2 separate regions of the Mus musculus genome follow, and region 1 is linked to region 2. The links are chromatin contacts, called in public promoter capture Hi-C maps. All regions are on one chromosome and are shown on one strand. Each heading gives the region's core, a stretch centred on a gene start, on an enhancer-like site or on the middle of the called end of the contact. The rest is flanking DNA. Distances are from core to core; before and after follow the strand shown.

Region 1 (5,532 bases), core at 2,809-5,308, 1.5 Mb after region 2:
AGGGCCCCTTGCTTCCCCTGGCAAGCTGAGCAAGCCAGGGGAATCAAGTCAGTATAGTAGCACCCCTCCATGGCCTCTGCATCAGCTCCTGCCTCCTGACCTGCTTGAGTTCCAGTCCTGACTTCCTCTGGTGATGAACAGAAACATGGAAGTGTAAGCTGGATAAACCCTTTCCTCCCCAACTTGCTTCTTGGTCATGATGTTTGTGCAGGAATAGAAATCCTGACTAAGACACCATGAAATTAATGGAATTTGCTATACTAATTTTCAGAAGTATTGATTGTGTAAGTACATTGGTTTATGATTAGTGGTTAGGTTTACTTTTTTCCTTTCTAAAGTATAGTGCAAATTCTCAGTAAAAATTTGTAAACACATCTCACACACACATAAGCATAGAATGTCTTTTGAAACAGGTTTATTATTTATAGCAGCATTTATATGTATTTTTTTTTTAAACCTGGAAACTATTTAGAAAGGAATAGTTGTCTATGTGATTAATTTCTTCTGTCTTTAATAGTAGACTCTAGCTAGTAACCAGATTAGTGGAAAAGGTGGGGGTTATATGGGTTTTCTCCACACTAAACAACAATGTGTATAACAGTGCTTGCAAATTCACCAATTTAAAATAACTAGAATTTTTGTTTTTATTTGTATTGAGTCAGGGTAGCCTTGGCTGTCCTATACCTTGCTATGTAGACCAGGCTGGCCTGGAATGCACTGAGGTTTTCTGCCTCCAGAATGCTGAGATTAAAGGTATAAGCCACCATACCTTTAAATAACATAGTTTTGTTGAGTAGGTATTTGCTATAAATTTGTGTATGAGTAAGCTTTGTCTTTTTCCTTATAGTTGACCTTTTAAGTATAATTCTAAATTTATATGTATTAAGTTTTATGTATGTAAACACTGTCACTAAATTTGTACATCTAGTGAGTGATATAACCAGACAGTGCTGACTACTTTTCTTTATGCTTTCTCTACATTGGAAATAATAGAGTAGTAAAGTTAATTTACTTGGAAAGATTGGGAACTGTTTTGTGTATTAGCCAGTTAAACCCAGCAGGCCAAATCCAGCCTGCTCACATTTTTGTAAATAAAGCTTTATTGGCCAGGCAGTGGTGGCCTTTCATACCTTTAATCCCAACAGGGATTGGGAGGCAAAGATAGGCGGTGAGGGAGGGCAGGTTGGTCAAGGCTACATGGAGAAACCCTGTTTTGAAAATCCCAAAATTAAAAACTTAAAAGTTTTATTGGAACTTGTCCATGCTGATTGTTTGTCTGTGGCTTCTCTTGAGCCATGATGGCAAACCATATGACTTACAAAACCTGAAATAGTTCTTTGCCTTTCTGCAGAGAGAATTAGCTTTCCTCCAGTTTGAAAGAAAAACAACAAACAACAACAAAAGCTCTACTGTATTGAAAGAATGTTTTAAACTGGGCCTTGTGGTACAAATCTATGATCCTAGCTGCCCTTGGATGAGGCAGGGGATTGCATGTTCAAGGTCAGTCTGGACAATTTAGCTCTCCATCTCAAAATAAAAAAATAAATAAATACAGGGCAGCAGATAGAGGTCAGTGATAGCGTACCTAATAGGATCCAGTCCCCTCGGTGGGGTGGACATGGGTACGGTTTTACATACAGTACAAAGGAGTACCACATTAGTATTTTCTCTGAGAGTGGGGGGTAACTAACTTTATAAATTGTACTACTAGTAATTGATATTCTAGAGGATTTTTTTTTTCTCTAAATTTTAGTTACTTCTAAACTTAGTTATTATTGGCTTTCAGGACCTTAAATGTTTCTTTTAACTTTTAAAAAGTTGAAATTAAATAAGAGATTTGCTACAAGTGAATTTGTAAGGTTTTGAGTCTTTACATCATTTAAGATACACTGAGTGAAAGTAATAGTAAATTCTCAACTCTGGCCTGGGGCCTTCTCCATTAGCTTAGACTAAGATGGTTTTTTCCTTTGGTTAGTTGTAGGATGAGTTGAGTACCTTGTCTTGATACAAAGTATCAAAGGGAATAGGGGAGGATTCGTTTTCAGAAGCTTCTCCCAAGAGGTTTTCGCCTTGGCCAGGATTGTAGCATGTTCTATATCTCCTACATTTGCCATTGCTGATCAGATTGTTTTCTTTTGATTTTGTTCCATTATTTTCCTAGTAATATACCAAATGCATTGAATTCTTTTGTCCCCAAGTGGAAAAAGAGCCAAAGTGATCTGTCATATATTAGTAATGCTTAAATGAACATGCAGCTAACATTCTTGGTTCAGAACTTAAATTATAATATGAAAAACATTAATTGCTGTTAAAAATGCTTTATTAAATTATTCTACAGGACTAAATCCAGCCTCCTGCCAGGTTTTACAAGTAAAGTTTTTTTTGAATGATTGCAACATAAGACTATGGCTTATGAAATCTAACATGTTTATTTACCTGGCCCTTTACAGAGAAAGTTTGCTGAACTTTTTTTTTTAAAGTGTCAGTCATGTATCCAGGCAATTGTTACACTATGGTACACTATGCATTTAGGATGGAAGAGATCCTGAGGTGTTGACAGTGTAAAAAAACACGTGCCATACTGAATATCTTAAAAGTGTATTAAGTGGGATTATGGAGTATGTCAGCTGGAATTAGTATTAGTGTATAAAGTTCAAAGAATTCTCTGTGATGTCAATTCTGGATATTTCTTGCTTTCTATTTTTTTAAAATTTTAAATATTCCTGTTTCTGTAAATTAATAATCTTTGAATAAAAGACAGGTGGAGTAGATGTATTTGTCCTTAATAAAGAATCCCCCCCTTTATAAAATGGACAATGAAGCTGTACAGCATCTTAGGGTTAATTGACAGTGTCTTTTCAAGTGTGTTATGTCTGTAGGCTAATATGTCTGAGGATAGCTATGTGCATCCCAACACATCTATAGATGACAGTGCCATGTTGAAGTGTCAAAAGTTGGACACTCATTGTAGGGGGGAATGGATTGAATTTTCTTCGATGTCATGAGAACTGATACTTAAATTTTTTAGGTTCTATATTTAAAGAAACTATACAAACTTAGTTTGGTTTTAAGTAGAAGTGTATATATTGGAAAGATTACTATATGTACCTCAAACAAGCAGCATGATAATTATAGTCATTATTAAATGTGACATTTAATTCTTTAATTCAATAAAATAACTGAAATGGTTTTAGAACAAGATATAGTAAGCTTTATTATGTTTGTGTTTGTTGTCTCATTGATTCTTACTAGCTTGGCCATTTTATAACATTAAGATGAAAAGAAAATGTTGTCCTTGAAAAATAACAGCTAAAGTATTACCTATAGCCTAGATCCTCATCAAAAGCAACAAAACCCTGCTACTGCTAAATAATGTCTAATGTCTCAAAAAATATAAGGTGTAGAGATATTTGTGAATACAATGTTGAGTCTTTGGTTCTTTACTGCTACATGAGTCTGCTTTTCTCTTCCCATTTCTAACGGCATAAAAATGTTTGTTTTATATTTATTTATTTTATATCTTAGTACACTGTCCCTGTCTTCAGACACAGCAGTAGAGGTCATCAGATCCCATTACAAATGGTTGTGAGCCACCATGTGGTTGCTGGGAATTGAACCTAGTCAGTCTCTTAACCACTGAGCCGTCTCTCCAGTACCTAAAAAAATGTTTTCTTAAATGTAAAATGAAGAAGTTGAACTGGAGATGGCTGTCTTACTTACATTTTAGCACATATTTACAAATGATGCTTCATTTGTCTTTCTGACTACCTTAGTAACTATATATTTAAAAAATATTTTAGGTCAGAATTGAAATTCAAGATAATATGTTATTTTAGTACCATTTTACACTTGTTTTAGAAATTAAAATTTTCTCAACTTGCAAATATTTTTTTAAAAATATCTTTAAAACATAGACTACTACCACATGAATACGTCTTAGATATCTTTAGAATTACCTATCAGTTTACAGCTTTGATGATGGTAGAGGAGAAAGCTTTCTCAGCTTTTGTTGTCTGGGACTGGCTTGCCTAGGACTGCATGAAGAAAATCGAATAGGACCAGCAGAACCTAAACCCAGGCTGTGAAGGACTCTGACCTCACTAACTAGTTCCATGCCTTCAGGCAAGCCTCTTAACCACTTCTTCCTTTCTTTTTAGAGGTATAGGAGTTAGGAGTTGGAATACTAAAGTAGGCTGGGGAGAAGGCAGGCAGTTAGGAGAATTAGACCACGTCTGTAAGTGCCTTTAAAGTGAGCATACTGCAGATGTAAGATAGTCTTGTCTTCTGCACTTCACTTGGGAACTGCGTAAGTTGAGAGAGAGAGAGAGAGAGAGAGAGAGAGAGAGAGAGAGAGAGAGAGAGATTACTACACTATTAAGCTAATATATATAATAAACTTTTTTTTTGGTTATTTTTAAGGTTTTAAACCTGAGTGTGTGTGAACTTGGATAAAGTTGTATCCTTTGTCACATATTCTGTTATGAATGTAGCAGTATCAGAGAGGCTGTTTCCATAAGACTTATTAGGGATCTTCATAATGCATTCAAGTTATTTTAGTGTAGTATTTATTTTTTTAAATATTTGTAACTTTTACCAGAGAGGAATAGCAATCCTTTATTTACTTATGTATTTAATATGAGTACACTGTTGCTATCTTCAGGCACACCAGAAGAGGGTATCTGATCCTATTATAGATGGTTGTGAGCCACCATGTGGTTGCTGGGAATTGAACTCAGGAAGAGCAGTCAGTGCTCTTAACCACTGAGCCATCTCTCCAGCCCTCAGTATAGTGTTTATAATGCTCTTTACTTACAAGTCTGGTGATTAAATCCAGTACTACTGTTATTTAAAGTGTTGGAAAAGAATCAAATATATTTGTGTATCTGATATATCTGACATAGATTTGTATATTTTAAGTTTTGATAATTACATTCAAGCACTATACATTTCTTATAATTTTATGTACTTCATACATTTATTGTATGAGCTTAAACACCTCTGGGAGGTGGTTCACAGGTCTCCCTAGAGTGTCCCACATGGAGGAAAAAGGATTGATAAGTTCTTTGTCAGTGTCATAACTGTTGATTTGCCTGCCGTTTACCTAATTGAGGCATTTTAAACTTGTTTTTATTGTATTACTTCCTAGTTTCCCAGAAAATTGGCCAAGAGTTCTTTTAGAATTTTATATAGAGACAACTACTTTGCTCTTCCGTAGTTTGACTCCCAAAAGACTGAAAATGGTTATAGTTAGGCCTTGGGAGAAGAATAACTTGAAAGTAAAATTAGTTTGGTGTTAATTATTGAAGCTTCAGTGTAAGCCACTACTAGACTCCGCTCGGCAGCACCTGTTGCAGCACCTGACCTGTTGGTGTGTTGTGCCAGTGCAGCAGAAAGCCACTTATATGAGGAAGGTCAGCCTCAGAGTTGAAGGACAGAGGATGCTATATATCAATGTTTCCTCTTTTGTGGCATTTTGTTTGTTCATATGGGTAGGTGGTGGGAGGTGGGAGACAGCTGCTGTCAGCATCTCTT
Region 2 (5,320 bases), core at 1,344-3,843:
TTCTTGGACTTCCTGTTCATAGTTTGATTAATTAGACCACAGCCTGTAATTCATTCAATAAATCCCATACATATATAGAGGGGAGGATTCATTTGTAAGTTCTGCTACTATAGAGAACGCTGTCACAACTCTCTGTCCCTTTGTTTAAGAGCACAGAACTAATTCATTCCAAGTCTCCTCCAAATTAGAATTAAATTCACCCCCCCATCCCCCGCAATTTTTCCGTGTTTCTGGGTCCTTTTATAATTTTTCCCTTATAGTAGCCATTACAACACTCCCGGTAATTCATATTGGTTTTCAGCACAAAGAGGAAAGTTCCCAGCAGAACGGTGCAGCTCCTGGCCCCTACAATTGCTGAGTCCTCTGCTCATTGCCTGCAGCTGCCAAATTAAGCAACAGGCGTGGGGATCCCCAATGTCAGCAGAAATGGCCTGAAAAGAAAGCTGTGTTCACATTAGGTAGCTCTGCTCTCCCTGTGACTAACATTTTTTCATAAGCTTCTCGGGCTCTGACTCACTTCTCTATTTGAGATGTTTATTTCCTGGAACACAGTATAACACTTAATGCCATGAGAACCCATTTTCACTTTGAATGATGCTAAAATTCTGTGACAGCCAGAGAAAAGCTTCCTCCTCCTCTGCTTCATGTTTTTGTTTTGGTTTTGTTGACACAGGGTCTCACTATGTAGTTCAGGCTGGTCTCAAACTCACTCTTCTTGTGTCTGTCTCCCAACTGCTAGGATTGAGGCATGTGTCGCCACATCCTGCTGAGGCTCCCAAGTGTGGTGCAAGCATGCGTGTATGTGCATTCGTGGTGTGTGTATGTGGGGGGGAGGGGAGCTTGGGTGTTCAAGTGAGTGTTTGTGCACGTTGTGTGCATGCATGTGTGTGTTCATGGTGTGTGTGTGTGCGCGCACATGCGTGTGTGTGTCTGTGTGTGTGCATGTGTGCACAGCACAGTGAAGAAAGCACATTCCCACCTCACTTTTGTGTCTCCTCCCTTTTGTTTTTGCTCTGTGATACACTGGTTTTACCTGGGGCTCCTCCAATGGGCTTAGAACAGGGCTATCCACGGGTGCATTGCTATCCACCAATGGCAATGCCACAAGAGTTTTATTGAATAAATTTATTAGATGAAACAAAAGGACCTAAACACAGACCTATTGAATTCTTTGAGCTCCTAAGTGACTGGGGAAAAACAAAGTTTAAGTGAATCGCACAAAACTCTACAGTAAGAGCCCGGAGGGCAAAGAGCAGCGCAGACTCTATGTGGGAGTGACAGTCAGTCTGAGGGAGAGGGACTCGGCACCAAGGGCTACCAACAGAGGTGAGTCGAAGCTCAAGTAGCAAACCATCAGTCACACCCATCTCTCCCTCTCTTCTGTTTGTTTGGTTTTTGCAAGACAGGGTTTTTCTGTGTAGTCCTGGCAGTCCTGGAACTCACTCTGTAGACAAGGTTGGCAATGAACTCAGAGATCCGCCAGCCTCTGCTTCCTGAATGCTGGGACTAAAGATGTGTGCCAACACTGCCCAGCTCACACCCATCTCTTTAGAAGAACAGTCAAACCAGAAAAGGAGCTGGAAATGTTTTTTAACATGTTATACGTATGGATGTTTTGTCAGCAAGTATGTCTGTGTACCATGTGTGTGTAGCACCCCAAAAAGACCAAAAGAGTGTCTGGTTTCCCCCTGGAACTGGAGATATAGAGGGTTATAAGCTGTCATGTGTGTGCTTGGGATTGAATCCAGAGTGTCCACAAGAGCAGCAAGTGCGCTTAACCACTGAGCCATCCCTCCAATCTATCCTGTCCCTTATTCACAACATCTGAAGACATGAACTCTAACAAACAGAAAAAAAACATAAAATAAAGGGTGGAGTTGCATGCAAGAGACTGAGGTGAGTGGGCCGAAGGGAGTCTGATGTCACGCTGGGCCACACAGCTGAGCTCAGAGCCAGCCTGGACTGTGTAGCAAGACCAGTTTCAAAACAGAAATTTCAAAAAGCAAAATTAGGGGCTAAAAATGTGACTCAGTGGATAAGACCACTCACTGGTACAGTAAGAGGACCCAAGTTCAAATCCCCAGCCTCCATATAACTGCTAGAGAGGGCAGTGCATACCAGTAGCCACTGCACTGACAGGAGCGATCCTATGAGCTCACTGGGCAGCTAGCCTAGCCAAAATGCTAAGTCAAATTCAGTGAGAAACCCTGCCTCAAAAAATAAGGTGGAGAGCAGCCAAGAAAAAGACCCAGCATCCTCCTCTGGTCTCTACATGGGCACAAACATATTCCTCCTAACCCCTAAACACAGATACACAGCAACAAGATAAATCTGAATGAGTTCCACAAATACAGAGGTTGAACACAAAGAAGAAAAACCATGTTCACCACTAGACAAAGACACAGATCCAAGGCCATTGATCACACTATTACTTATGACAGAAAATAGATTCAAGCTAGAGGTGTAAACAAAAGGACCAGGTCCACGGATGGTGAGACCCACTGGGGAACCTCCTACAATCACCTACTCTGGAAGAGCAGCTCTATTACACAAGACTGCACGGAAGCGGAAGCGCTGACTGGCATCCGCAGATGCAGATAGGTGTGGCAATGGCGTGGCAGTGCAGTGACGTCATCCAAGACTCAGGCTCCTCTGTGCATGTCCTCTTTAGCATCCTGACTGGTGCTCACAGTGATACCTCTCTCAAGTTCCTTCTCTCATAGATAAAACTATTTTAAAGCAGAACGGAGCTCGAGGACATGAGAGTGAGAGAGAGAAAGGGAGAGAGAAAGAGACAGAGAGAGAGAGAGGGAGAGAGAGAGAGAGAGAGAGGTCCGAGGAAATAGAAGCGGAGGTAGAAAAGCCACACTTAGTAGAGTAAAAGTACAAGCTATACTTAGACTGTATCTACTCTGAAGAACACACCAAAAAGAGAATTGGTGCCCTCGGCCTTTATTCCTTGTAATTATTACCTTCTCCGCAGCCCAGAGTGACAATGTGCCTCTGGCATGAAAGCAATATCCCATCCTTTCAGGCCAACCAAGGAGAAAATCCATCCTAATACTACTTGGGAGGCTGGATGGCCCAGTGGTTAAGAGCACTTGCTCCTGTACCAGAGGACCCAGGTTGGTTCCAGACTCAACCTTCTGCAGCCCCAGTTCCAGAGATAATCTGGTGCCCTCTTCTGGTCTCCATGGGCACTGCATTTAGTGTGTGTGTGTGTGTGTGTGTGTGTGTGTGTGTGTGTGTGTGTGTGTGTGTGTGTGTGTGTGTGTACACTTCTGCACGCACACACGTGCATGCATACACACATAGAAGAAATAACTGCATCAGATCCTCTGTGTACACATTATGGCTATTAGGTTGGTGTTTTTGTGAGCCTCTTAACAGTAGGAACGGGTGTATCTCTGACACTTTTGCCTGTTCTTGAGACTCTTTTCCTTCTATTGGAATGCCTTGTCCCAGCCTCCACTAGGATTTTTGCTTTGTCTTATTGTAGCGTGTTTTGTCCGTCTGGCTAGCCTCCCTTGGAGGGAGAAAATGGAGGGGGACTGGATCTAGAGGAGAGCTAGGAGAAGGGGAGGGAGGGGAAACTGCGGTTAGGATGTAGTCTATGAGAGAAGAATCTATTTTCAATTTTAAAAGCTTAAAGAAAAAAAAAAAAGATCTGGCTTCGGGACAGGGAGATGGCTCAGCGGGTGAGGTGCTTGATTCTGAGCCTGTTGACCTGAGTTGGGTCCCCAAAACTCACACGGTGAAAAGAGCTGACTCCTGCAGGGTGCCTTCCGACCTTCACAGGAGTGTGTTCCTCCCTGCATCTGAGCACATACAAGATAAGTGGCGCACGCCTTTAATCCCAGCACTCAGGAGGCAGAGGCAGGTGGATTTCTGAGTTCGAGGCCAGCCTGGTCTACAGAGTGAGTTCCAGGACAGCCAGGGCTACACAGAGAAACCCTGTCTCAAACAAACAAACAAACAAAAAGTAAGTGCTTAAGAATTCTTTTTTTGGCTCACTGTGTAGTCAGTTGAGGGCCAGTCACTCTGTGGCTGGAACTCTGGAGTGCCTATGGCACTGTCACCATTTAATCCATCTCACGCTTTAGCTCTGTGGTGGGGAAGGAGTCTCTAAAGCACTGCAGCCCGCACTTCTTGGAGCTCTGCACTTTACACTCGCTGTCGCCAGTTTGCTGTTAGCCCTGTGGTCACTTTGAAGCTCCTGCCTTTGGGTCATGTTTAACCTTCCAATTGGTTACCAACTGTGTAGCCTATACACTGACTCTTAAGGCCAACGCTGGCTCACTTTGAATCTGGCCACAGAAAGCCAGCACTTAAAAAAACAACAACACAAAACCCATACAGGGAGCTGGCAGGCTTTCACCACAGCACCTGAACTCTGCCTTGGTAGTCTGTAATTAGTTACTTATTATGTATTGTTTGCATTGCATGTGCTTATGCAGTTTGTAGGGTAAACAGTGGGTCATTTCACCTCCACCCTGTGGGTCCCGAGGCTCAAATTCAGGCTGTCATGCTCAGCAGTTAAATAACCTCACCTGCCGAGCCCTCTCGTCCTCCTGTATCTTTTTTATTATATCAGCTTTTCCTTTTAGTGGCGTGTGGTTCATGTGTGTCACAGCACAGCTGTAGAGATCAGGGAACAATGGGAGTCACCTTCCCACCACGTGAATCCCTGTCAGGCTTGGCAGCAGGTGTCTTTACCCACTGAGCCATCTCTCCGGCCCCTTTTCCAAGCCCGTGAGCTCTGATCATGCCGCCTGACATACTGATACAAATGGTTGCCCTTTCATGGAAACCCTTCCCGGCCTTGCCGCCCAGGCCATCCTCCGGGAGTGAAATGTACAGTGTGGTTCATCAAGGCTCACAGTCAGCGCACCCAGAACACAGACTGAGAAAGCTTGGCACTCACCCGAATGATAGCACAGTTCTAACCCCTACCACTCCACCTTCATGCTTAAGCTGCCCGTTTCTGCCCATCATGAGCCCTTTCGTCCCGTGGCATTCTATGTGAACTACTCATTTGCTAAGTCACACAAAGCTAAACTCAGTTCTAATTCCCAATTGTGGATGTACTTACTTTTAATTATTGTTTTTTGGGTTTGTTAAGTAAGGGTCTCACTCTGTAGCTGGCTTGGAACTTACTGTGGTCTACGTTGGCCTCAAACTCCCAGCAATCATCCCCCAGACTCGCAGAGAGTGGGATCACAGGCATCTACCACCATACCTGGCATAACCCTGGTTTTTTGTTGTTGTTGGGGTTTTGTTTGTTTTTTGTTTTTTCGAGACAGTGTTTCTCTAAGTAGCC

Evidence for each region. Promoter capture Hi-C pulls out the DNA fragments that hold promoters and counts their contacts.
Region 1: a promoter capture Hi-C map of liver shows a contact between it and region 2, with 3 times the contacts expected there. The contact joins two enhancer-like sites. A contact is called at or near these places in 3 of 39 promoter capture datasets (erythroid cells, hippocampal neurons and liver) and 2 of 115 datasets of contacts at active chromatin or transcription factors (fibro-adipogenic progenitors and large pre-B cells).

What each region holds. Positions count from the first base shown.
Region 1 is chr9:52,051,268-52,056,799 of GRCm38.p6, forward strand. All of the region lies in intron 1 of Rdx (radixin), which reads left to right. Among named protein-coding and RNA genes, the nearest start is that of Rdx, 6.1 kb to the left of the region's middle. Within about 2 kb of position 4,059, at least 5 of the 459 cell types and tissues checked have an H3K27ac peak or open chromatin away from gene starts, as enhancers often do. A contact at or near this core is called in liver, where this site is marked.
Region 2 is chr9:50,590,573-50,595,892 of GRCm38.p6, forward strand. No RefSeq gene overlaps it. Among named protein-coding and RNA genes, the nearest start is that of Sdhd, 11 kb to the right of the region's middle. Within about 2 kb of position 2,594, at least 51 of the 459 cell types and tissues checked have an H3K27ac peak or open chromatin away from gene starts, as enhancers often do. A contact at or near this core is called in liver, where this site is marked.